4 separate regions of the Zea mays genome follow, and all the other regions are linked to region 1. The links are chromatin contacts, called in public Hi-C maps. All regions are on one chromosome and are shown on one strand. The core of a region is the stretch at or near the end of the contact, and the rest is flanking DNA. Distances in the headings are between cores, read along the strand shown. Region 1 holds the start of LOC103632278 (COP1-interacting protein-related). Region 2 holds the start of LOC100303897. Region 3 holds the start of LOC100501627. Region 4 holds the start of LOC100191564.

The links. A called contact is a pair of places that touch in the nucleus more often than the background predicts.
Region 2: a Hi-C map of leaf shows a contact between it and region 1, with 6 times the contacts expected there. The contact joins the promoter of LOC100303897 here to the promoter of LOC103632278 in region 1. A contact is called at or near these places in 8 of 25 Hi-C or Micro-C datasets (bundle sheath, ear, endosperm and 2 more).
Region 3: a contact with region 1 is called in a Hi-C map of ear, with 6 times the contacts expected there. The contact joins the promoter of LOC100501627 here to the promoter of LOC103632278 in region 1. A contact is called at or near these places in 11 of 25 Hi-C or Micro-C datasets (bundle sheath, ear, leaf and 3 more) and 1 of 3 datasets of contacts at active chromatin or transcription factors (leaf).
Region 4: a contact with region 1 is called in a Hi-C map of bundle sheath, with 4 times the contacts expected there. The contact joins the promoter of LOC100191564 here to the promoter of LOC103632278 in region 1. A contact is called at or near these places in 9 of 25 Hi-C or Micro-C datasets (bundle sheath, ear, endosperm and 2 more).

Annotation. Positions count from the first base shown.
Region 1 is chr7:41,277,997-41,284,208 of Zm-B73-REFERENCE-NAM-5.0, forward strand. It overlaps LOC103632278 (COP1-interacting protein-related), which reads right to left and starts at 1,789. Exons shown (of 10, transcript XM_008654089.3): 1 at 1,197-1,789; 2 at 577-756; 3 at 361-481; 4 at 235-274. The coding sequence starts at 1,255.
Region 2 is chr7:41,540,196-41,546,291 of Zm-B73-REFERENCE-NAM-5.0, forward strand. It overlaps LOC100303897, which reads right to left and starts at 2,041. Exons shown (of 3, transcript NM_001329438.1): 1 at 1,800-2,041; 2 at 1,376-1,448; 3 at 1-172. The coding sequence starts at 1,896. The coding sequence ends at 106.
Region 3 is chr7:40,793,747-40,800,197 of Zm-B73-REFERENCE-NAM-5.0, forward strand. It overlaps LOC100501627, which reads right to left and starts at 4,100. Exons shown (of 7, transcript NM_001196310.1): 1 at 3,492-4,100; 2 at 1,717-2,139; 3 at 1,231-1,500; 4 at 352-630. The coding sequence starts at 4,061.
Region 4 is chr7:41,730,114-41,735,798 of Zm-B73-REFERENCE-NAM-5.0, forward strand. LOC100191564 reads right to left here and starts at 3,860. Exons shown (of 16, transcript NM_001316917.1): 1 at 3,793-3,860; 2 at 3,498-3,714; 3 at 3,298-3,356; 4 at 3,115-3,171; 5 at 2,985-3,019; 6 at 2,768-2,871; 7 at 2,528-2,603; 8 at 2,250-2,308; 9 at 2,102-2,167; 10 at 1,954-2,037; 11 at 1,798-1,862; 12 at 1,598-1,680; 13 at 1,422-1,512; 14 at 1,250-1,302; 2 more. The coding sequence starts at 3,682. The coding sequence ends at 805. It overlaps LOC100285004, which reads right to left. Exons shown (of 3, transcript NM_001291580.2): 3 at 4,758-5,038. The coding sequence ends at 5,016. LOC103632284 (a long non-coding RNA gene) reads left to right here and starts at 3,363. Exons shown (of 2, transcript XR_555798.4): 1 at 3,363-3,875; 2 at 4,328-4,977.

The DNA of each region.
Region 1 (6,212 bases), core at 539-3,038:
TAACATTTTGGGAATTAAAATGATAAGTGCCAACTTAATAATGGCCCTTGATGTGATGTTGCATCAAACTCCATGATGAGTAGATTCTAAAATAATCATAGTGGATTGCACCTTGCTTTTCTTTTTGGTAGGCCAACGAAATAATGTTTGAGATTTAGACAATCCTCAAAGGCATGCACTATTCTATGCAACATGCTCACAGAAAGCAATCAGGTTGGTGCGGTGTCATACTACCTCCATTGCTTTCAGTCAACTTTCTTCCATGGTCTTCGACCTTTTAAATGGTGAAGCAAGAATATGTCATTATTTCTACAGAAACACACAACAAATATCCATAAGCTACAAATCTTCTGCGCTTACAGATTTTAATCCAAGACTATCGTTGCTCTGGATAGCAATGGCATCCTCGAGCTGCAGGATCTCAGACTCCAGTGTTCTGACTCGCTCAAGGACCTCCGGAGTACTCACGAAACGCACAAATCTGCGAAGAGTTGTCACGAGAAAATGACCCAACAGGGAAATAGGCAATGGCAGAAGCAACTGTACTACAGTAGTATAGAAATCTTAGACGCCAACCTCTCCACGGTGCCTCTCGTAAACCATGGCACATCGAACCCTGAGCTTGGTTCAAGTGTGATCGAGTACCCTCCCTTGGCAATCTGATCCTGGGCGGCCTTCAAGTGAGCGACGAACGGTTTCAGCAAACCAGATGCAAACTTCTCCTTCCGGCCATTCGCTATCAGAACCAAATCGAACCTGAAAAGCGAAAACAGAACTTCCGTCAGAGACCTTGAACAAAACAGTAGTTTACTCCGTCTAATAGTTTTACTTTTTTTAATTTAATTTATAACATAACAAATCTGTCTAGTAGTTACTACTATGCAAGAATCGCCGGATCTGCTACTATAATTTTACAGCTAACGGCAGACAACCAATCCCAACAAAACAATACCAACAAAGAAGAAATCGTTTTTTGGGCCAAATTCCGATCGTGACATGGACAAAACCATCTTAGGACAGTGCAGTAGACAGAGTGGTCTTCAAATGGAAGCTTCCAAGTACCAAGCATCAAAATGAACGGCACATAAACCGTCACAAAGACCAACTTTTCTACCATTCAAGAAACCAAAACCCAAAGAACGATCAATCCGCCGAATTAAAGCCGCTTCATGAGCAGATCTATAGGATGCTCTCACCTGGTCCGGGTGGGGGTGAGCTGGAAGACCACCGAATCCAGACGGGCGTCGGACCTCATCGCCGAAGAATTCCACACGAGAACCTCTCCTCTCTTGGCTCTCCCTCTCCTCTTTGTATCAGATCTTACGGGCAAAAAGCGAGCGAGCGCGCAGAAACTGCGACAAGAACCCGGCGCTTTGCTTGTGCCGGGTGCTAACCTCCCCACTGGGGAAAAAGACAAGCAGAAAGGAGAGGCGAAGGCGAGGGGAGGTTATAAATCGCGAGCAAATGCTGCCCCGGCGGCGAGTGGAGGAAAATATCGCAGCATGGGGTGGATCAGTGGATGGAGGAAGCAGAGGGGAATGAGCAATCAATTTCCCCGTACTATATAAATCTCGATGCGGTGGCAATAAATAATTCCTCGGCACAAGAACAGGGCGCGCTCTGCTGCTTGCTGCTGCTGCTGCTGGCCTGCTTGCTGCTGCTGCTGCGTGAGTGTGAATGCGAGCCAAGGAGAGAGGGAAGAGAGGAGAGCGTTTAATGTCTGTCTGTACTACTGGCAGTCAGTGACAATTTCACGAAAGTTTTATTTGCATTAATCTTGCCATCGTACATATTTTCGATGACATGGCAGTGTTTTAAAAAAGAGAGAAAGTAAATTTCATCTAAATAAAACTCTCTCGACATAATTATAAATATGAAATTAAATACCTATAAAACTATAGAAAAAAAATTACATTAAAACTGATATTGTCGTTGAATAGCAATATCAGAGTACAAAAGGTACTAAAGAGAGACAATTAGGTTGTCTATTTCCTCCGTAAACCATGTCAAATAGTGTCACCGCGTCTCCTATTTTGCATTATCCACCGAAGACGGTCTTAGAAGGAGCATAGTGTTGGTCGATAGTAGTAGGGAACTTGGGCACGAGCATGAACCAACACGAGGACAGTTAGAGAGCTTTAAGTAATTTCCAGCCTCCTCTTGCTAATTATCAATTGATGAATAAAAAATAATGAATCTCAACCAGTGAGCACCAAGACCTAGCTCTCCTCCACATCTTAGTTTGTGGTAGGAATTTTAGCCTAATAGTCCTAACTTATTTTTATGCATACCCTAAATGAAGAGTGAACCCTGAACCCGGTCTTGAATATGGCTAAACATTACCCTATCCCTCTATTTTATAGTGCAATACATAAGAGAGGTTACATGAACCTCGAATTCCACTAGCTAAGCTCAACTACCATGTTCTTATTCTATCCTTGGAGTCGTACCAGGGCTCACGCCTCTGGTCGTGGCGCAATGTTGGAGATGTCATTCTCTAGCTGGCTGCGTCTAATCAATCATCGAACTTCGCTCCTAGGAATGTAGGTACGCCAAAGGTCATGAGGACTTCCAAGACTTTGCTCCATGGAAGTCGGACCTGTCGATGTAGTTGATCGAGTCTACGACCACTTCTTGTCTATTGAAGGCTCCAAAGGCCACAGCGAGGACTTTGTCCAGATGGCAAAGCAAGGGAAGGTCTAAACATGTGGGCTTAGTTATCCACGTCAAGCACTCGAGGACCCGATCGAAAGATCGCAGGAGCGTTACCAAAGACCTTTTGATCCACGAGTGACCTAGAAGGTGTTGAAGACCTTGGTCTCGTCATTTGGGTGGCATGCATAGTCCCTGGCGGAGGCCTTGAAGACTTCCCCCACTCAAGAGCTAAGGGAGACTATGGTGACTACATGGGCCTCCAACAGCTAAAGGAAGACCCATCTGTTAGTAATGGACCCACACGAATATTAGTGTGGTATGTAATTGGTTGCCTGTAATGTAAGGTTTGTATTGCCTCAATGTTGCTGTTGTACAAGATATTCTAAGGATGTGGTGGTAACCAATTTTGGCAAGCATGTACTTTAGGAGGTTGGCCCTTAGCTACCCTATAAATACCCCCATCGAGACAGGATGAGGGACGGTTGATAAGATATTTGAGAACCATTGTTTCGCATTTGTCGTGTCGTTGCACTCTTGTCATCTCTCTTGTTCGGGTCCCCCTGTTAGGACCAAACACTCATCATGGTAGGCTTGTTCATACCACAAGTTTAGTAATTCTTCTTGGGGTGCTACCTCTAGACCTCGGGCTACGTTGCTTGGCTTAAGCACCATTCTATCAAACACTATGTTTTCTAGGTCATCGTTTTAGTGCATCAAGTATGTTTGAACAAGAGCATAGAAGGATAGAGACTTTTATGTGCATGAGAAGGCCCCCATGGGGTAAACTGTAGATGTAGTTGATTGTATTAATAAATATGTAACTATATGTTGGTCACTTGCTTTTGGCTCCTAAGAGAAACCAAGAACAAAGCAACACAAATGAGAATACTTTCCTTCCTCCCTTTAACAAATTCCCTTTGTCAAAGGGAGTTGATCAAAGGGAGGAATTGAGATGATAATGAAACCTTAGCTCGTATTAAATAAATAAAGATCATACAACAAATCCTAGCAGAAAACTAACGTAGCAAAATAAGTCATTTAAGGAAATCAATTTAACTCTATCATCTTTTATATGAATGATTACAAAGATACATTTGGCTTTACAAACAAAAGCACGAAAGTTAAATGGAAACACCTTCGAAGGCAGAGCGATTCTAGCATGTTCCGTTTATTCCTTTCCTTGATGCATGGCATTGTTCCTCTATTTATAGTGGTGAGGTACAACTTCGTATAAAATTACAAGCATGCCCATGAGTCCTATTTACATGATATATGACACTCATGAGGGCAAAGTCGTCTTTTCTTATGTCAGTCGCGCTGGTCAGGCTTTTGGAATCTTCTCTTCCTCGCATGCTTCATACATTGATGCCATGAAGCCGAAGCCTCTTTGTCTGACTTCGTTCGTCAAGCTTCTTAGCTTCGCTCCCGTCTTACCTGCCAGTTTGGATGAAGGTTAGCTTCCTCACTCTTTGGATAGCACCTGAAACATGTTTTAGTGCATAATGTAACACTTCAAGAATCTTCGGCGATAGAGACCCCAACACTCTGGTTCGGCGTTGTAAGGAAAATTGACCCAAGCCATTTGGCTAAGTGATTTTGGTGTTTGATAATCAACATAACCTTGTGGACTAATGTTTCCCAAGTGTTTGTGCTTTGTAGTTCATAGGATGCAAAGTGGATTGGACTGAGGCTCTGAGGATGGAACACCTCAAAGAAGACAATATAAGACACATATAAGATATTACAAAGTCATATTCAAGACACTTTATACATGCTAAGGGTCCAACACATCAAGAAGTAGAACTGGGATGCCAAGCCACAAAACAAAAGTGAAGTTGACAAAGTTGAGAGAAAGGGCTGACTAAATTGGAAGTGTTTAACGATATCAAATATACTCAAACTGACATGGCTTCAACTCTGAGGTGTATAGAATTTTATAAGCTTTCCAAAAATTCCAAGATCATCCAAATCGCAGCTCAGAGCTAAAAGTTATGCCCACAATATAAAGTTGGAAGTGCTGAAAAACTGCAGCAACACAAAAGCTATTTGCACTGGACTGTCTGGTGTGCCAAATTACTCAAAATTATATGGGTTCAACTCTGGTATATACAGGATTTTATAAGATTTTCAAAAAGTACAAGATCATCGAAATCGAAGTTCGGAGCTAAAAGTTTTGGCCAAAATACGACAAGCAATCTTGTTCTGCATAGGCTGTCCGGTGCACACCAGACTGCCCGGTGCGCCATATCTGATGTGCAACCTTCAAAAGTTCCAACGGCTACCTCTAATGGCTAGTATACGTTGCATGACCGGTGCACCACTGGACAGTCTGGTGCATCTGTCAGGTGCGCCACAGAATGTGCAGAACTGCTTTCCAACGGCTATATTCGAGTTGAGGGTTATATATACTTCACCGAACCTGGCATTTGAAGGTGTGGGAGCCCAAGCAACATACTAAGGAAGGTTATACACATCTCCAAATTCTCAAACACCCAAGTGCTTAATAGAATCACTCAGTGATTTGCGTAGTGCTTTGTGAAGTGCTTAGGTTAGTTAGACCGCTATTGCGCTTGCTCTAGGTGATCCCTAGTTAGTTGAGTGAGTTTACAAAAAACCCACTTAACCCCTTGGCTCTTGCACGAGGCGTGTAATATTGTATCGAGTGGGACAAAAGTCTTGCGAGACCGTGTCAATTGCGTTTGTGACACAGCCACCACCGTGTACTGGAGGAAACGAGGCCCGCGACATTTCGATCGGAAGCTCGATAGTGGAGACGGTGGGGAGCCGCCGAGAGGAGTAAGAAGCGGAGCACCACTTGCACGTGGAGAAGGCCCGCAACTCTCTACGGAGTTACTCGACCATGGTGCTTGACCCTCATGTGGGCTACCCTTTTCGTAGGCGCACCAACGAGGATTAGTCGGGACCTTGCGTGGTTCCAGATACCTCGGTAAAAATACCGGCATCGTCCACAAGAGTTTGCTTTCTCTTCTAGCTATTTAATCTTCCACATTTACTCTCTCTACTGAAGTTACAATCTTTACTATTCTTAGTGTAGATTACTAGGTATGTGCCCGTGCGTTGCGATAGAAGTAAAAAATTTATATGAAATATTGATACTGAACGACAAACATCACTATAATATGCAAAATCCATGTGGAAAACATTATAAATATCACACAAATTATTTCTAAAAAGTTAATTTAGAATTTTTAATTACAGACAAATGTGTCGACAACCGTACACTAATCAGCTAATCCTTTTTAGCGATATCGATAAGTCTCTGTTGTATGTTTGCAGGGATGACATATCGGCACGAATTGTCCTCATAACTTAACAGATCAATCACAAAATTACTTCGAAGAATCTTTGCATCCTATAGACAAAGACATAAGAGAAGAAAACGTCAATTGTATTATATGACCGGAATGTATATTTTGAACATAAAACGAACGTACTACACTCACCCTAACAAATTCCATTCGTCTGTCATTCCCCTACATAGTCATAGCTTGTAGAACGAGGTAGCTGGTATTAAGCCTATAGAATAATGTTTGGCC
Region 2 (6,096 bases), core at 791-3,290, 260 kb after region 1:
ATTGGAACCACATCATACACATCACGACAGCGCTAAAGTTTGTGGGAACTAGTTAACATTCCAGAACCAGCAGATTTCGCTGCTTCTGTGTGTTGCGCTGAAGGCCTATGAGGAGGGCGTGCCAATTGCCAGGCCGTAATTTGAGCCTTGGAAAATCCGCGCCTTCAGGTGGCTGAAAGAGATTCATCAGAAAGCAGTTAGAAACAAAAGAGTTTATTAGCATGACCACATAATGAAAGGCTTAGGAGTTCCTAATATGACTACTGAAAAAACATGGACAAGTGAAGCGACTGCAGACTGAAAAGCAACAAATGACCCACAAGTTTGTTTTTTTTTCAAAAAGATCCACTGTGAGATGAGAAGTGGGTTTGTAACTACCAAGCAGCCACTTCTTTATCGGGTCATTATCCTAGAATCCTTGGGAAATCTTTGTTTTTCAGTGCTACAACTTACAACCCCTCTGTCGACTGGTGGCGTAAGAGTGGCTTAATTGTAAAGGTCATTACTGAACCATTTCTGCCTTCTCTTTAATATAAGATACTCGCTCTCATGCGTGTTCCAAAAAAAACAGCTACTTGTGGTGCACAAAGTTAGCATGTCACATAAGATTGAAACTTTGACAAAGATGCTCATGGATGAGAACAGCAGCAGATTTAGTATGATTTAGTATTTGTAGTGAACTAAACACCACGAAAGATGGACAATCCTAAGTCACGCCAAAGTTGTAAACAATGAGCCCACACCACCTAGTGCTTAAAAGGAACACTAGAGGATAGACTACATTTGACAAGGTAACATGCTTTTCAGCAAACATTTCTTATGAAATGAGTTCAGCTAACATTACCATAACAACAATCAAACCCACGCTTAATGTCTTAAAACAGTGATTAATTGACTAGCAAGAATACATTCGTAGATCATCACCACAACGATGATTGTTTCAACAAAACCTGCACGGAAGAAGAGTGCGTTGGAATATTTGCTATCAATCTAAGAAAATATTTATCTAACTTCACTGCTGAACTACACTAACACAGTCCAAATGTTCTGAAATGGTTGTCTGAGTTAGAGCCCAAGAGCTTGTTCATTCCAACTTTCTAGTTCTAACTTGCAAATAGTGGTTATTTTTCTATTATTCTCTTTGTTTTTATTGCACTGAACTTTTGCTGATAAAACTGAAGTAGAATACTCCCCTGCACTCATAGCTAGGTACCCATTGCCCAGACAACAGAAAGAAGAAAAATATCAGACATCATGTTGCAGTTCTCTGACTTGTTAGGAAACTTTGACCAAGTCTGTGTTCCCCGTCTCTCGATTTAGGAACTTACAGATCTACTAGAGGTTAGCACAAATGTAAACTACCCTGTTTGCATACCTTTCGAAGACGTCGGAAGCGAAGCGGGAGCCATTGAAGCAGACGAACCAGAGCAGGATCAGCACCAATATGTCTACTCTAGTTAAAGGGAGAACATCCCAATGACACAGGAACGTAAAATCCAGGTACATGGAAAGGAACACCGGATGAGAAACCTCGCGCAGCAAATTGGAAGAAACGCGCAAAATCGACGGATTGCCTGGCCGGTAAAACAAAACGCTTCCCACCAAGAACGAATCGAACAAATGCCTACCCAAAACCTAAGTCTTGTCGGGATAGAGATACCCAAAATCAAACGCGGATCTAACGTAAGCCCTAGCCCTAGCTGATGACGGTGTCGAGCAACGCGAGGTCGGAGAAATTCGCAAGCAAGTGGAATATTAACGAAGAAACTGAGCCGGATGGAGACGCAGCGGAAGGATACTGAATAGGCACCGCTCCCACCAATCGAGCATGTAGAGGCCCATGGTGACGTTGTAGAGGTGGATCTTCTTGCCCACCCAGCTCATCTCGCCGGCCATCTTCTCTGCGGGGTCAGTTCTCTCCGTTTCGGGGGGTGGGCGCGTGCGTGTTTGGTGTTCCTCTGGTTCTAGCTCAAGTCTGAATTTTCCAAACTCTGAACGCTGCTGCTCTTGCTAGTTTGGTCTTGTCGTTTATAAGGAAGGCAAAGCCTGTGTGCGTCCGATTGTTTTTTTACTCCCTCACCCATTCCGTGTCGGTTTAGCCACCATCAGGTCTGAAGTCAGCGTCAGCCGGGTCCAATTTGGCCGTCGAGTGCAGCTGCAATAACTGGACTTTTCCAACTACGCTAGTACAGATATCATGTCTGCAGGGAAAGAATTTGCCAAGAACTAACATGAAGACGCATTTTCTTAATAGGTTGCTCGATGGGCAATTCGAAAATCACTAGAGAGCTACAATCTCTGCCCTGATGGAGAAAGTTGGAAGCTGTTGAGTTAGAAAGGAAGAGAAACAAGGCTAGTGGACAGATGTAAGGCCCCGGGTCACTCTGTAATGTCCTAAATTTGAATGTATAATTTTTTTAATATTCACAAATTCAAGTGTTACCTGCTCTTTTTCTTGCTTCTTTTTTTTAAAAAAATAATGGAGAGTTATTTTTATTTTATATTGACGTAAAACTAGTGGAATGAGCCCTAAACACGCTTTGGTTGTTGTATTCATGCCGTAGCATGGTGTTTCTAAGTGCAAAAAGTGTTTGAAACATGTTAATATATTTTATAAAAACTGTCGGTAGACTTTCATATTTTTTAGAATATTTTTCTATTTTTCGAAAACCAAAATCTACTTATTTAAGATACTTAAAATATTTTTACAAACTCTAAGTATGTTTTTGAGTTCATTATGTGCCAAAGCATTTCTAAATTTTTTTCTGGATTTTTGGAAGCATCTATAATTTTTTGAGCACAAAATATGGATTTCTAGACTTTTCTGAATTTTATAAATAGTAAAATCCGAATTTAAACCGAAATTTCATCTTATCCGAACCCAAATATATATAGGGCAGGTATAATGGGAGCCCTAGGCTTTCAATAGTTAAAGAAAGCCCAGGTCGATCATCCCTGCAACCTGGTTCAACCCAGCGCACTGACTGGACCAGGCTGCCGGTTGCACCACCCGCGCCCACGTCTGTGTGTGCAAAAAAGGAATGCATCCATGAGTCAAACACGTCCCCTTGCATGCGCATAAATTTAGGAAAGATATGTGTGGCGGTTTCTATTTTAAATGCTTTATTTCCTCCATAAATTTAGGATCGCTGCAACAGCCATGCAACTAGACTCGTAAGAACCATTTTATGATATATACTGCTACTAAATATGCTACCCTGTGTAGATAATTATGCAATTCGGTATACTGCGTAAAAATCTGTTCAACTGTGTCGGGGACCATAATTAGGGGTACCCCCAAGACTCCTAAACTTGGCTGGTAACCACCATCAGCACAAGCTGCAAAGGCCTGATGGGCGCAATACAGGTCAAAACTCCGTCCACTCAAGGGACACGATCTCGCTTCGCCCGAACCCAGCCTCGGGCAGGAACAGTAGACCCAGGTGGATTCACGCCTCGCCCGAGGGCCTCCTCAAGCAACGGGCGCACCTTCGACTCGCCCGAGGCCCAGCTCGGGCAGGCTTCGCGGAGAAGCAACCTTGGCCGGATCGCCTCGCCAACCGACCGTATCGCAGGAGCATTCAATGCAAGGATCGCCTGACACCTTATCCTGACGCGCGTTCCTCAGTCGACAGGGCCGAAGTGACCGCAGTCACTTCGCCCCTCCACTGACTGACCTGACAGGAAAACAGCGCCGCCTGCCCTGCTCCGACTGATGTGCCACCCGCCAGGGTGAGGCCGACAGCAGCCGAGTCTAGCCTCAGGCGCCATAGGAAGCTCCGCCTCGCCCGACCCCAGGGCTCGGCCCCCGCCTCGACCTCGGAAGATGGTCTCCGCCTCGCCCGACCCCAGGGCTCGGACTCAACCTCGACCCCGGAAGACGGTCTCCGCCTCGCCCGACCCCAGGGCTCGGACTCAGCCTCGACCTCGGAGGAGTCACCGCCTCGCCCGACCTTGGGCTCGGACCGACCACGTTACAGGGGGCCCATCATTACCCTACCCCTAGCTAGCTCAGGCTACGGGGAACAAGACTGGCGTCCCATCTGGCTCGCCCCGGTAAACAGGTAATGATGGCACCCCGCGTGCTCCCATGACGACGGCGGTTCTCAGCCCCTTACGGAAGCAAGGAGACGTCAGCAAGGACCCGACAGCCCCGACAACTATGCTTCTACAGGGCTCAAGCGCTCCTCCGATGGCCACGACATCACATGAACAGGGCACTAACACCTCTCCGACAGCCACGTCGGCATGTACATAGGGCTCTGGCTCCTCTCTGCTAGACATGTTAGCATATTGCTACACCCCCATTGTACACCTGGGCCCTCTCCTTACATCTATAAAAGGAAGGTCCAGGACCCTCGTACGGAAGAGGTGGCCGCGCGGGAGAACGGGCTGACGGACAGTCTCTCTCTCTCTCTCCCTCGCGAACGCTTGTAACCCCCTACTGCAAGCGCATCCGCCCTGGGCGCAGGACAACACGAGCCGCGGTTCCCTTTTTTGTTCCCCCTTGTGTTCCGTCTCGCGTCGACCCATCTGGGCTGGGACACGCAGCGACAATTTACTCGTCGGTCCAGGGACCCCCCGAGGTCGAAACGTCGACAGTTGGCGCGCTAGGTAGGGGCCTGCTGCGTGTTGACAAACAACTTCCCGTCAAGCTCTAGATGGGTAGTCTCCAGCAAGCTCTCCGGCCCGGGACGATGCTCCGTTTCGGGAGTCTCGAGTTCATGTCCCTCGACGGCAGCTACGACATGGTACTCCTTCCTTCGTCGCGCGACAACGACAATGGCGGCCGTCACCCCGCCCGCCGACGGCGGAATCGACGACGTCTTCCCCCCATGGCGGAAGAGCAGCATCCAGGCCTGTCCCGTCACCTTCCCCGCCGCAGGAGAAGGAGGCGGGACAGCCATGGCCAAGCAGGAGGCGGCACCTCGTTGGCTGTCGAGCGAGTCGACGGCGCCAGCGCCCCAGCGGGGGACACGTCGGGCGTTGACCTCGCGTCTGAGACGAAGACGAGTGTCGTTTCCCAGCAACACGCCAACCCCAAGCGGATGGATGACGCCAGCACGCTCGCGAAGGACTTGTTGGGCGTTAGCCTCGTACATGAGATCACGGTGCAGTCCGTCCCCAACGCGACTTCGTCACCATCCGTCGATCAAGAGGTACCGTCCGTTTTCCACCCTGTGCCTTTTAGATTCAGCTTCGACCCACCGAGCGACCCCGCTTCGGTGGACGCTTTCATAAAGGCATATCCTAACCTTCCGGGGTACCATATATGGTCAACCTGGGACCGACTGACGACCGTCTCAACCTACAGGCCCCCGGGTTCCGAGGAAGATGACGAGCCCGACTCTGGTTGGGATTTCTCCGGGCTCGGTAACCCCAGTGCCATGCGGGACTTCATGACCGCATGTGACTATTGCCTCTCCGATTGCTCCGATGGTGGCCACAGCCTTGACGACGAGGACTGTGGCCCAAGTCGCGAATGTTTCCACGTCGATCTAGGGGGTCTCGACGAAGGCAACCACCTTGGTATGCCAGAGGACGGCGATCCCCCTACGCCTCGCGTTGACATCCTTCGGGAGCTAGCTGTGGTCCCAGTCCCTGCGGGGGTCAGGACACACAGCTCGAGCAAATCTGCGAGATACAGGCCAGGCTCGACGAGGAAGCAGGACAACTTGCGCAGCTCCGGCAGATCATCAAGCAGGAGTGGGCAGGCCGAGCACCAGCCAGAGAAGCGCGTCATCTGCCCCAGGACGTCCAGCACCACATCGCTGACGATGCCAGGGCAAGGCTGCCCCCGGCTTCCAGTGGGGTCGGCTAGAACCTGGCTGCGGCAGCAATACTACTCCGAGCAATGCCGGAACCATCCACCACCGAGGGGCGGCGTATCCAGGGAGAGCTCAAGAATCTCCTGGAGGATGCTGCGGTCCGACGGGCCGAAAGCTCTGCCTCCCGGAGGCAGGGGTACCCCCGGAGCATCGCGCCGCGACTTCCCGATTCATGAGGGAAGCCTCGGTCCACACCGGGCGCACGCAGGACGCAACGCCTACAGCCCGGGTCGCCTCGGCAACGAGCACCACCGCCGCGACCGTCGAG
Region 3 (6,451 bases), core at 2,850-5,349, 480 kb before region 1:
CAACACACTTAGGTTCCTAAAACATTCGTGCCACAAAAACACATAGACCGACCACAACCTCTAACACCAACAAATCAATCTTCAAGAGGTGCTAGGGCAAGGAGGTGAGTTCCTCATGCCCCAACAAAATCCCAAAACGTGTAACTCCTCTACAGCTAGCATCAACACACGAGCAACACGAGAAGCGCCATCAAAGACAGACTTATGGATTAACAGTCCAAGCGCCCAAGATCACGAGGGAATAAAGCCACTTCCACAAAACAACAGCAACTTCCTTAGAAATCCTATTCCGCCAGCCACCAAACATGGTGCAAATATAAATAAGCATAGAACAAAGTTCTACGAGATAACCTGAATTTCTGAAGAACTGAGCTCTAAATCACTGAAAGACTTTTCCACAGAGTCCACTCCATAACTGAGAGGGGATCTATGATCAACCTTATGGCCATTGTCCACTGAATATTGGATTGTTGAATAAATATTCGCCTGGCTGGTTGCATTTGATTCAGCAATTTCTGAAGAGGAAATATGGGAATTGTTGTAGTCGGTTTCATTGGAGAAAATATGGTTACGAAGTTTCCAGAAAACAAGGGATAAAGCATTCCTTATATTCATTAGCTCCCCAGTGATCTGTAAGGCACAAAGATAAACCTCAACAATTACAACGCTGTCCAATGTATGGCAGGAGAACTGAAGAATCATAAATAAGCTTAGATCGTTAGTTCAGAGAACGAAAATGTGAAAAAAAAGAGAGTGATGAACCAAGTACTCATGGAATACTAGGATCTTCAACAAATCAAATAGAAACACCATTACCAGTCAAGAACTACTGCACTGATACTGTTCTTGAAATCTGGTTGTCCAAGTAAGTTCATTTACCATATTCATTATAAGAAACAAATCATGACTTCCAAACCATTTGTTAACTACCAATGCAAATAGAAAACATTAGAAATTACAGGCAAATTTTGAAGAAACACAGAGTATTCACTATAAAAGGAACAATAAACAAATGAAAAATATTTATAGAATTTTGAAACATGTTATTAGCATTTCATTTGCAAGCTATGTCCTAGAAATACCAAGCGTGCACAGTAGAGAATCAGAAGGTTGAGTTCGTTACAATGGCTATTATTTGTTCAAAACTGAATGAATTGCAGCATGGCACAGAAGAACCAAGTACTAGCAAACTGCTTATTATATTGCTTTCGTGTCAAAAGATATGCTTGCCTGTACAACTAGTTCAAAGGTAGAGGCACAAGCCGGAATTTCTGTATCGTCCAATATTTGAATTCTTGCTCCTGTTGTATTCACCATTTCCTTGATTATAGAACCACCCAAACCAACTAAACAGCCAAACTGGTTTTTGAGCACAAGGACTCTGACCAAGAATTGAGATGCTTTCTCAAATGTTGAGTGTGTATTGGTTTCCATCTCCATCATCCTGTCAAATATGAGAAGTAGTGCACTTTGCACTATATGATATTCCGAGTCTGGGCTCTACAAGGATCAGGAATCAAATATATAAAATGAATGAGATATACAATATGATTCACAAAAAACATAATACAAAGTTTCTAGATTCATGGAGATGTCAAACAGCCATTTAACCATTGTGAAAATTGTTATCTTATCAAACAAACAGTTAAGCACCGGTTATTCACTAAAAGAGAGAATAGCAATGGGAAAGGGAGCCTTTTGTGTTCAAATTCAAACCTCTAGGGCGCAAATTGTTATTACACGTTCCTTGCAACCAGCGACAGGTGCACCAACATCAATACAAGCACCAGTTTCAACTTCAATGCCTTTGATAATCAAGCCCTTCTTGCCAATCAAACCTCCAGCAAGATAGGTAGGCAAGAGAAGCCTGAATGAAACTTGCTGAAGAGTTTTACTTTGAGCATCTCCTGTATTACCTTCTGGACAATGAGTCTTAGCAACACTGCCTTGTGCAAACTCTGTGGATGCCTCTGAGCACGAAGCCCCCATATTAGGCCCAGGTACTTCTGAAGATGCCCATGGGAGTATTGAACCTTCTTTCTTAACATAAGTTGTTGAGTTACCGATTGGAAGGTCACCTTGAAGAAAGCTAGACAAAGCAACTAGAGCTTTCCTTACAGCTGTTCTATCTCCAGTTATCTGAAAAATAATAAGAAACATCAACTGAAACTGTTGAGTAGCAAATCACAGCAATAAACTTTCATGGTAATTAAGCATTTTCTGAGTTTCATATGATCGAATTGAAACTCCACAGAATAGACCTTTCAAACAAAAAAGTTCAATGGGAGTCCCTGATTATTTAGCAAGCCATTTTATGCATATTGCATAATTTCGTTTTGCAGCAAATGAATCAGAAACCAAGTAGATTATTCATTGCTACAGTGTATTAGGTGATACAAGAACAAAGTTTTGTTATATGTGATTCATTGGGCTAGATATTATAGACCTATAGTATCCTATAAGTTACTCATATTTTCTTCCAACATGGAAACAAAGACAGAAATGGACTCATGATGCACCTCCAGATGCTATGAATGCAACACTGAAACAATAAAGGGACAGACCCAGTGGCAGGGACAGACCCAGTGGCTGAGGAAGGAATAAACCGAGGCAAGCCTTTCCGTGCAAAAGCGGAGAGGCTGCTTCGACCCCACGACCTGGTAATGCATAACTAAAATGATGCAATGAGAACAAAATGGATCCAGTTCAACAAAATAATATTACACTGGAAAAAGTGCACAGCATGTCAAATCCAAAAGAATCTCAAGAGTATTGTTAGCTTCGATGCACAATACCTTTGTGTTTTGGACTTCACATTGTGCAAGCTTGCGTGAAAATCATCCATAAAGGTAGGTATGGTGCGTAGCAACAAACAACTATACCTACTCATACGGCAGCAAAGAGCAAGCTGCACCTTTAAATAAGTTGCACTTTTCTACGTTGTTAAATTATAGTTAGGACTCCTATGTCCATGTAAACAAAGACGTTCAATCATTTTTCCATGACAGTGCACTAGTCCAAACGCGTGAGTTCACGTACAGTATGCAATCGTAATCCGCACGTCCCCAAAAAAAGAGCATTTGCAATGCACAGTGCACAATAACAATTAGGAAGTATCGAGGGCCGGGCTTATCCCGGGTGGTGAAGGCGGCGAGCCGGCGAGGTCCCCCGGGGGTTCGACCCCTGATTTCTCACAAATAAAAATCCCCTCGCTGTTCTCGCTCGCTCTCGGGGGAGCGACTCGGCTGTGGCAACGTCGGCCTGGGTGCCTTTGCTGTGTGGGCAGCCTGTGAGTCACCCCGTTAGTGACAGGATGGCAGGGTTAGGGGGTTTCTCGGTCGGGATCGGTCGGGACCGTTCGCTGTGACCTTCTATCTATGCACCCCGGGTCGAGTTTTTTTTTTGAACGATTAGTAAGTATCAAGTATTCAAGTGTAGCACGTACAACCAACAGCTTAAGAGAATTGTAGAAGAGAAAATAGCCAGTATACCTCGACAACCTCCTCAAGCGGCTGCCCCCGTGGCGGCTGCGCGCCCTCCTCCCACATCGCGACGCGCACGTCGGCGCCGGCCTCCAGGGCGATCCTCTCCATGACGCCTCTCCCGGTCGAAGCTTCGAGCCGGTCAGCATCGACCAGGAGCAGGCACGTGATGCACCCGGGACGGGCCTTGCCGCGAGCCTCCTTCTCGACTGCGCAGCAGAGCGCGCCCTCGGTATCAATCACGGCGACTAGCGCCTCCTGCGCCGGCGAGAGCGCGAGGGGCTCCGCGGACGAGGACGAGGCCTCGACGCGGCGGACGGGGACGGTGGGGCCAACTATGGCGGCGACGACACGGCCGCCCGCGGAGGCGGGGTCGAGGGGCTCGACGCGGACCTGCAGCGTGGCAGTGCGGCGGCGCAACGGGTTGACGGCGGCGTAGAGGCGCATGGTGTCGGCGTCGGAGAAGGACGAGGGCAGGAGGAGGCGGAAGACGGCGAAACCGGTGTCGGCAGGTCCGGCATCGGGCGCGGAGAAGGTGGCGTGCGGCGAGAAATGGGGTTGGGGTTTCACCGCGGCCATCTCTGGTCGGTGGTTGTGGGGTTTTCGCCGAAGAGAAAGTACAGCGCGGGGGAGAGCGAGCGGGGAGGAGAAGCAATGGGTCATGGACTGATGGACTCATGGAGACGTGGGGTTTTGACGTTTTGGTGCGGGTTTTCGGGGGCAGTCTGGGCATTTCGTAGTGCGAGCTTTTGCGCTTTTTGTCTTCTTGTTGAAGTGGAGTCTGGAAACTCTGGATGCCGAACGGACGTGCGGGTTATCAAGGGCAATATCCCGTTAAAAGCTACTTCGTTAACCTCAATTTTTCTAAGAAATTTCTATTTTTTCAAAAAACCATTTAGTTATATAGATTTTTAGGAGTTTTTAGGGGTTAGATAAAAAAATATAAGAGACAGGCTTCGACCCTCCATGCATATTATTTTGTAATTGCATTTATGGTTTAGAGGCTCAGGGTTATATCACAAAGTCTATTAAGTGTCTCAGGTACTTAGAAAAGCGAACCAGCGTCTTAGGGAGTCAGGGTTATATCCGCCCCTAGAGCATCTCCAAGAGAACCCGTAAACTAACACTAAAAACGTTTTAAGGGAAAAAAACTCATTTTAAGCCCTCCAACAGTTCCCTGTTCTTGCCCTAATATTGTTCGCATCCCGCATCGACTGGCTTGCCTCTCGTAAATTTGCGTGTGACGGATTCTTCCCCAATCGCCGAGCGCGCGCATCAGCTGCTGGTTCCCGCGTCGGCGGCGGTGAGAGAAACTTCAGCGGCGCCGTTCGGGATCACGCGTCCGCTCGTCGAGATCCTCCCCGACGGCCCGACCTCAATAAGCACGCCCCGAACGCCATCGTGTGCTCCCCTCCCTGCGTGCCTCTGCCTCCGACCCGTCATCGCCGGGTGCGTGCGCCACCCGCACCTACCACCCATACTAGCTCCCTCTTGCTCCTCTCCGGCGGCGACGACATGCATGCAGGTTGCGGTAAGGGCTTGAATGCAGCTGCGACGGAAAACGTAGGAGCAGACAGTGATTAGGACTGCACTCTGCTCATCAAGTACCTTGTTCTTCCCTCGTGGTGGCGGTTCCTGCTGATGGGGCAAACGCAGGAGCAGGCAATGATAAGGACTTGCCTGTGTTGGTGGATGACAACGGTTTCATTTTCATGAACATTTGCCTGACTTGTCGCCTAGTTTAGACTTCTTCGATTACTATTTTATGTGTCTCGGCTATTGTTTTGTTTTACTATTTTCAATTCTACTTATATATGATGAATAATACTCAAAGAACCATGATAGATGTTGCAGAAGGCGAGAATTCTGTAAACTCCTCCACTGCATTACTAATCAACTCCAACAAATCAATTTATTAGTTGGCCTCCCGTGTTTAAACATAACTGATTAAATGAACATTCTGCAGTACAGACCATTGCAAAATAAAACTAGCTTGATGTCAACTTGTCAAGCAGGAACTTAGCGAAGAGAGGCCAGGCCAGGCCTCAATAGAGCAAAAGTGATCTATCAGCAGAATCGAAGGCAGCAAGCGCAAAGACTGATGACAGGCAACGTCTAGTAGCAAAGAGTTTAAAATTTTAAGGGACTAGTTATTAGCATTCTGATGTGGATATAGTTTTTTTGGAGGAATTATTTTTCAACAGCCCCCAATATGGTGTTTTGAGGAACGATTTTTTAGATAGCTCTTGGAGTTGCTCTTAGGGATGTTTGATACTCCTTCATTTCACAAAAATCAACTTAGCTTTATAAACATCTAGCCAAACAGTATCAACTTCAACAACTCTGCTTTATACAAAGCATAAAGTTTCTTTCTCCTAACTTAAGTGTGCAGTACCTAAAAGGGTACTTCATGAATTAATAATTTCAACTCATGAATAGGGTAAAATTATCCACCTTTACCATCCGTTAACACACAAATGAATCGTTTTTCTATTCTCACAAGTAATGCCATTTCGACGAGCGGTGGTCACACCGGCCCCTGCTATAACACACCAAAATTCTATTCTTAGGATTCAGGAAAATTCTCTAAAAATTTAAAATTTAAAGAGTCTTTATAATAAAATTATAAATTAAAACTATTTTCCTAAAAGTTAAATAAATGTTAAATATAAAATTTTGGATATGTGTTTCAATTATTTTCTTGAATAATTATTATGGTAAAACATCTTACATGATTTTTTTCATGCTAGGTTACATGTGTTGTTTGAACTATTTATATAAATAAAATGAGATAATAAATAACTAACATAAAAAAATTGCATGATGGAGTCTTTTTGCATGTGCTTTTAATATAGAAATTTGGACTCATTTGAAATTGGAATTGAAAAATAAAAACAGAAAATAGAGAAATAATAAAAAGAAAAAAGAAACAAGAAATTAAAAAAAGGCTTAAAGCCTCACCTCGACAT
Region 4 (5,685 bases), core at 2,610-5,109, 450 kb after region 1:
TTCAATCCTCATCATGCATCACCCTTGTTCAAACTTAATGTTTTATCCTAAACTGAGGCTTCTAAGCGAAGCTTACGCGTTGCATTCGCTAAAAACTGGGGGGAGGGGTGACGTTTTCTCAGTAAGTGCACTATTCGTAGAGTAAAGTTTAAAATAGAAGATATGATAAGGAATGCGATAGTAGAGCTGCTGGTCGCCGCTAAAAAGTGAGAAACTACGTTTTCACAATAACTGAACCAAGGTCTCTAGCAAAGCTTACGCGTTATCTTCGCTCAATAGTGAGAGGACAACATTTTTACAATAAGAGAACCGTGGTTTTTAAGTGGAATCTATGTCTTGCCTTCACCAAAAAAAAGTAAGAGGGCAGCTTTTTTAAAATAGGTAAATCAATTTTTTAGATAAAGAATATGTGTCGCTAAAAAGTGAAGAAACGATATATGCTATTTACGAAGACAAGCGAAATAAGATTTCTAAGCGAAGTTTACACGTTACTTTCACTTAAGAACGAAGAGATGGCGTTTTTACAGTATAAGTGAACCAGTATGCCTAAACGAAGCCTTACTATTAATTACTAAACTGCTAAAAGAAGTCAGGAGACGTCATTTTATTATTTTATTCGCCACGTTCGGATCTCAAATCTAGGCCAAACTGAGCGTTGCACCATGTCAAATCATTAGACAGATGGTGATGAGCTCTTGTTGTCGGAGCAGTCACAAGGCAGTTACAGTATCTGAAATCATACAATTAATAACTCTAGCTGGATCCACGGGCAGATATTGGATGGACAGATCTCCAGCGGCGCCGTCAGCTAGGAACGGGCGTGAGGACGAAGAGCTTGCACGAGTGCGGCCCGACCACCGCCGTGAGGCTGCCGGTGAACCAGCCCGGTAGCGTCTCGTGCTGCAGATGAACCAAGAAGCACAAGCTTGCATGAATTTGAGCCATTGCATAGGCAAGCGAGCTCGGCGCTTATTCACTTTTCACGTACCTTCCAGACGTCCCTCGCCTCCACGGCCACGCCGCGGCGGATGCCCACGTCCGGCCATGCCGCGGTGATGGACGCGGAGCGCGTGGCCCCCCGGTTGAGCAGCAGCACCGCCTTCCTGTGCCCCGAGAGCTGCCCTGCCCATACCTGCAATTGACCAAACGCGCCATGGGATCGACCAGGATTAATTCGTTCCCGAGCGAGACGCGTGCTGCTTGCGATGGGCGATCGGTTTGGTAGCTGTAAGATATAGTATCTCTGTACCTCGAGATCGTTGCCGTACTTGCTCACTTTCTGTCCTTGGACACCCAGCCGATCTGCGTCGGACACAAGCAAGCAATATAATTGGCACACACACGAAGACTACAAGAGTCAAGAACTGATGCGAAAGGTTTCGCTGGTGAGAAGGACGAAGATGCATTGTGGTTGTGGTGACCTTGGCTGATCGCGATGACCTCCGCGTTGGAGAGGATTCCGAGCGTCTCATTGGAGACTCTCGTCACGTCGCAGCCGATGACCAGGGGAGCCTGTCAAAAAAGATTGGCGCCAATAATAACTCTCATCGGTAGCTGTGAGCATAGCCCGGAAAGGAAATGATTCACGCGCGCGCACCTTGGCGATGGCCCAGAGGCTGAAGTGCACGACGTACTCGTTGTACGCCATGCCTCCGTTCCCGACCTCCAGCATGTCAGGGTCTGCTGCGGCAGAGAAGCAAAGCAGGCCATCGTTCAGGTCCGTCCAGGAAGCGGCATAATAAGCTATAGCGGCAGAGAGGATGAGGATGACGAGGAGACGTGGACGAAGGAATTGACCGTTCCAGCCGCCGGGCTTGGCGTACCGGGCGTAGGCGTCGTTCAGGTCGATGTTGTCCAGCATGCTATCGCAAGAACCACACACACCCAGTCGGTTAGCAACGTGTATATGGGCGGGCCATGGGAAAAAAAAAAGTCGGGGAACCTATCACTTACCCTGACCATGTGTCGTTGATGTCGCCGGTGGTCCTCCAGCTGTTGCCGTACATGCCGCCCCATTTGGGAACTTCCATGAAGCCCCTGACCAAGTTTGTCACCGTCAGCGTCAGACGAACAAGGAGGAAGGGATGCGTGCATGCCGTACCATTCGCAAAGCGAGTAGAAGATTGGGCGGCCAGAGTTCACCAGCGCTCGGGACATGCGCCCAAACCTGCATCACAATCGACGGCTGGTACATGGAAACAAGAAGAAATGCTACACGAACTGAATGTGCAGGTGAACAGAAACCGCACCTCACGGTTTCAGGCGTGCCGTCTCTGTAGCAGTTGTCATACTTCAGGTAGTCAACGCCCTGCAGACAGGCCAGGTGCCCAGTGAAGAAACAGTTTTAAATAACTAAGGTAAAGTTCTTCTTCTTTTTTGTTTGATTGTTTGTTTGTTCTTGATAATAAAAAGAAGCAGTAGACTAATTCTACTTGTGAACTGAAACCGACAAGGTCTAGTCTGAGGATGTCTGAAAAAAGTCTAAGAACTGTCAGATGTTTCAACATGTGTAGTATCTAGTATGTACCCATGACGCAAACATCTTAGCATCCCTCTCCTCGTAGCCCAGAGATCCAGGCATCCTGTTGCTGCAAGTTCTTGTCCTGCAATTTAAGGAAAGAAGTCCGGTTTCAGTTCAACAGATACACTTATCCTATTCCTTGTAGCGGAAACTTTGGTATTATGGGTGAATTCATTCCCACTTGTGAGCGATTTCAAAAAAATCGGAACTTGTTTGAAGGAGAAGAGAGGGGGAGAGAGAACGTACCCAGCGGAAGAGTAGATGCCAAGCTTAAGCCCCTTGCTGTGAACGTAATCTGCCAGGGCCTTGATTCCGGATGGGAATGTCTTGGGGTTAGCGACCATGTATCCCTGTCAGCAAGTCGATTAGCATTCCTCTTAAACAAACACGTGCTTCAGCAGTGCAAGAATTTAACTGAAAGTAACTGACGACAAGGTCACGTAGCAGCACTCGTACGTACTACCTCTTTGGTTCTCTCGGAATCCGCCCAGCAGTCATCTGCAATAGCCAATAATGATGCCATCTTTCAGTAACACTGGACAACTGAACCGATGCAGCCATAGAGAAATAGAGATAGAGATAGGATGCGATACCTAAGTTGACATACGTGTAGCCAGCCTTTGCAAGTCCGATGGCGACGAGCGCATCAGCTGCGGGGGTTCCCAAAGCAGGTTGACAGCGAATCAATCAATAGCCATATCATCATCAGAAAGAAAAAAACCAACAATGGCGCTGGTGATTTTTCAGATAGGAGCTGGAGGGTACTGGTCTCTGACCGGTGCTCCGGACGACCGCCTCGTTGATGTCGCACTGGAAATGGTTCCAGCTGTTCCACCTGCGAAGCGGCGACAGAACGCAACAAGAGAAGAAGAAAACCCCACGGAAAGGAAGGCTCAGACAAGACAGCCGGGGAGCGGCGGAAGCCACGCATGCGCATGCATCTGAATCCGGAGTGCTGGTTTCGTTCCTCACTCACCCCATCTGCGGCGTCAGCCCGAGCCCGTTGGCGAAGAGGACGCGCCGGCCGCCTCCGCCTGCAGGCAGCGGCGGCCTGGCGTAGTCCGCAGCGTCGAGCGCTGCCACCGCGGCGGCGAGGCAGGCGGCCAGCAGGAGGAGCGCGGCCGTCGTACTCGGACACAGGCTCTGAATCTCGGGCGCCATCCTTGTTGCTTCGGCGCTGCGTCGCGTCCTGCCTGCGTACTCTGTGGGCTTGTCACCATGCCGGTATCCGTATATATGCGTGCGCTGGAGAAGAGGAGAAGGGGGCGTACCAGTGCGCACGCGCTGCAGTCTGTGCGGCAGCGGTACTCCAGCTTGTCTGACGCGTGACGGGCCCGGGGTGTCGGACGTAGCCGTAAGCTTTCAGTTTCCGGTGCATTAACCATCTCCAACTCACCAACAGAATTTTTACAATTGATGGCCTTCGTTTACCGATGATCTTCATTTATTGATAATATCTTTTTCCTTCTTCTTCTTCCCTAACAGATTACCAATATAATTCGAACTTTTAGATAGCAGACTAGAGATAGAATAGGAGACACGATGAGTAATCTGTTATATCAACTATGTTTCTTTGTGTACTCAATCTATTTCGTATTTATAAGACGTTTTGCTTTTTTTTCTTCTGTATGCCTAGATTTTATGTATTTGGATATGCAAAAATAATGCATACAAATCAAGACGTCTTATAATTATGCTTCGTTATGTAGTGTATACCAAATAATATAATTTAAAATGCAGGGGGCGGGGGCACTTTTTAGCATTGAATGAGCTAATCTGTTTGAGATCCTCTTGCATCCATGGCAGGGGAGAGGTGCGCGGGAATCGCTCAATTAAAAGCCGTGACACACGGGCGACAGCTTGTTGTGGACGACAGCTTGTTGTGGGCGCCCTGCATGCGGTGATTTGGTCTGCTTGCCTCCTGCGATTAAAATATGATTTCTCAAATCAAAACAACAGGTATGGCAATTAAAATGCGATTTCGAACGAACCCAAAGTTTCGCCGTGACTGGTTATGAACGGCAAATGTGTTGTCAATGTACAGGCAAAAAAAAAGTAATCTAGCAATACAAGCATACAACCGAATCACACCCCGTCAGTCCGTCACAGTTTTCATCACTTCTGAATGAATGGATGAACGACGGCGTAACTATGGACGCAAGCAACCCTCCAGCCGTATAAATAGATATACCTCTGCTCAACACCCATCATTTTTGGACCGTTGGAGGCAAACAAGTAACCAAAAATAACGCTGGCATAACACGCATGCATTAGATTCGCCACTTAGGACCCATCAACATATTGCTGCAGTGTCTCAGTTCTCAAATCAGTCCCCAGTTCAAGCGTTACAAATTATACAGCTCAGGTTCAAAGGAGGCACACGACATACAAACGTTAAGTCTGACATTTTCATTTCCCCCAGAAGACTGTTTACATAGGTAATGTGGCGAGTAATAGATCAACCATCTTCAGTGTTTTCCCTTGTCTTCACTCTTCAGCGCGCTTCATATTGGACAACTGTACAAGAAACATAACGTTTGGTGAGGCCCACATAGGAACAAAGGTCAAATTCAAAATAGAAATCGAATTCAGAAGTATCAATCTAATAGTCTAATAAAGCATGACATCAAACTTCACACCAAATTCAGCCATCGTCTTATAAGTGGCCAGAATTGTCAACCATGAGCTCTAAATGCGCACTCGATTCAGCTAACGTTTTATGCATCTAGAATTGTCAACCATGAGGTCTCACTCGATTCAGCTACCAATTTTTCAGTGTCTAGAATTGTTCCTGTGTATTGCATGGTGTTTTCCATACTTCTATAGCAACAACAAATGCATCTTGGAAGTTTAATCACCAGGCAATACAGACTGCAATATCTAAAAGAACAAATGCTTGTTTTCATCATTGATATTGAACATGTCCTTTTTGCATTACGGAGTCAACGAAGTCCACAGATGATTAGGTTCAGTTGTATTGTAGTGCAATTATGTCAGCCCCATAGATATCTTTGGAAGTGTCGGTACCCAGAATACGGGGTACCCACTCCTGTTATGTCAAGGTCAGCCCTTGGGGGGCATCATTAAGAAATTCGGGGTACCCACTCCTGTTATGTCAAGGTCAGCCCTTGGGGGCCATCATTAAGAAATTCAAGGCCTGCCGG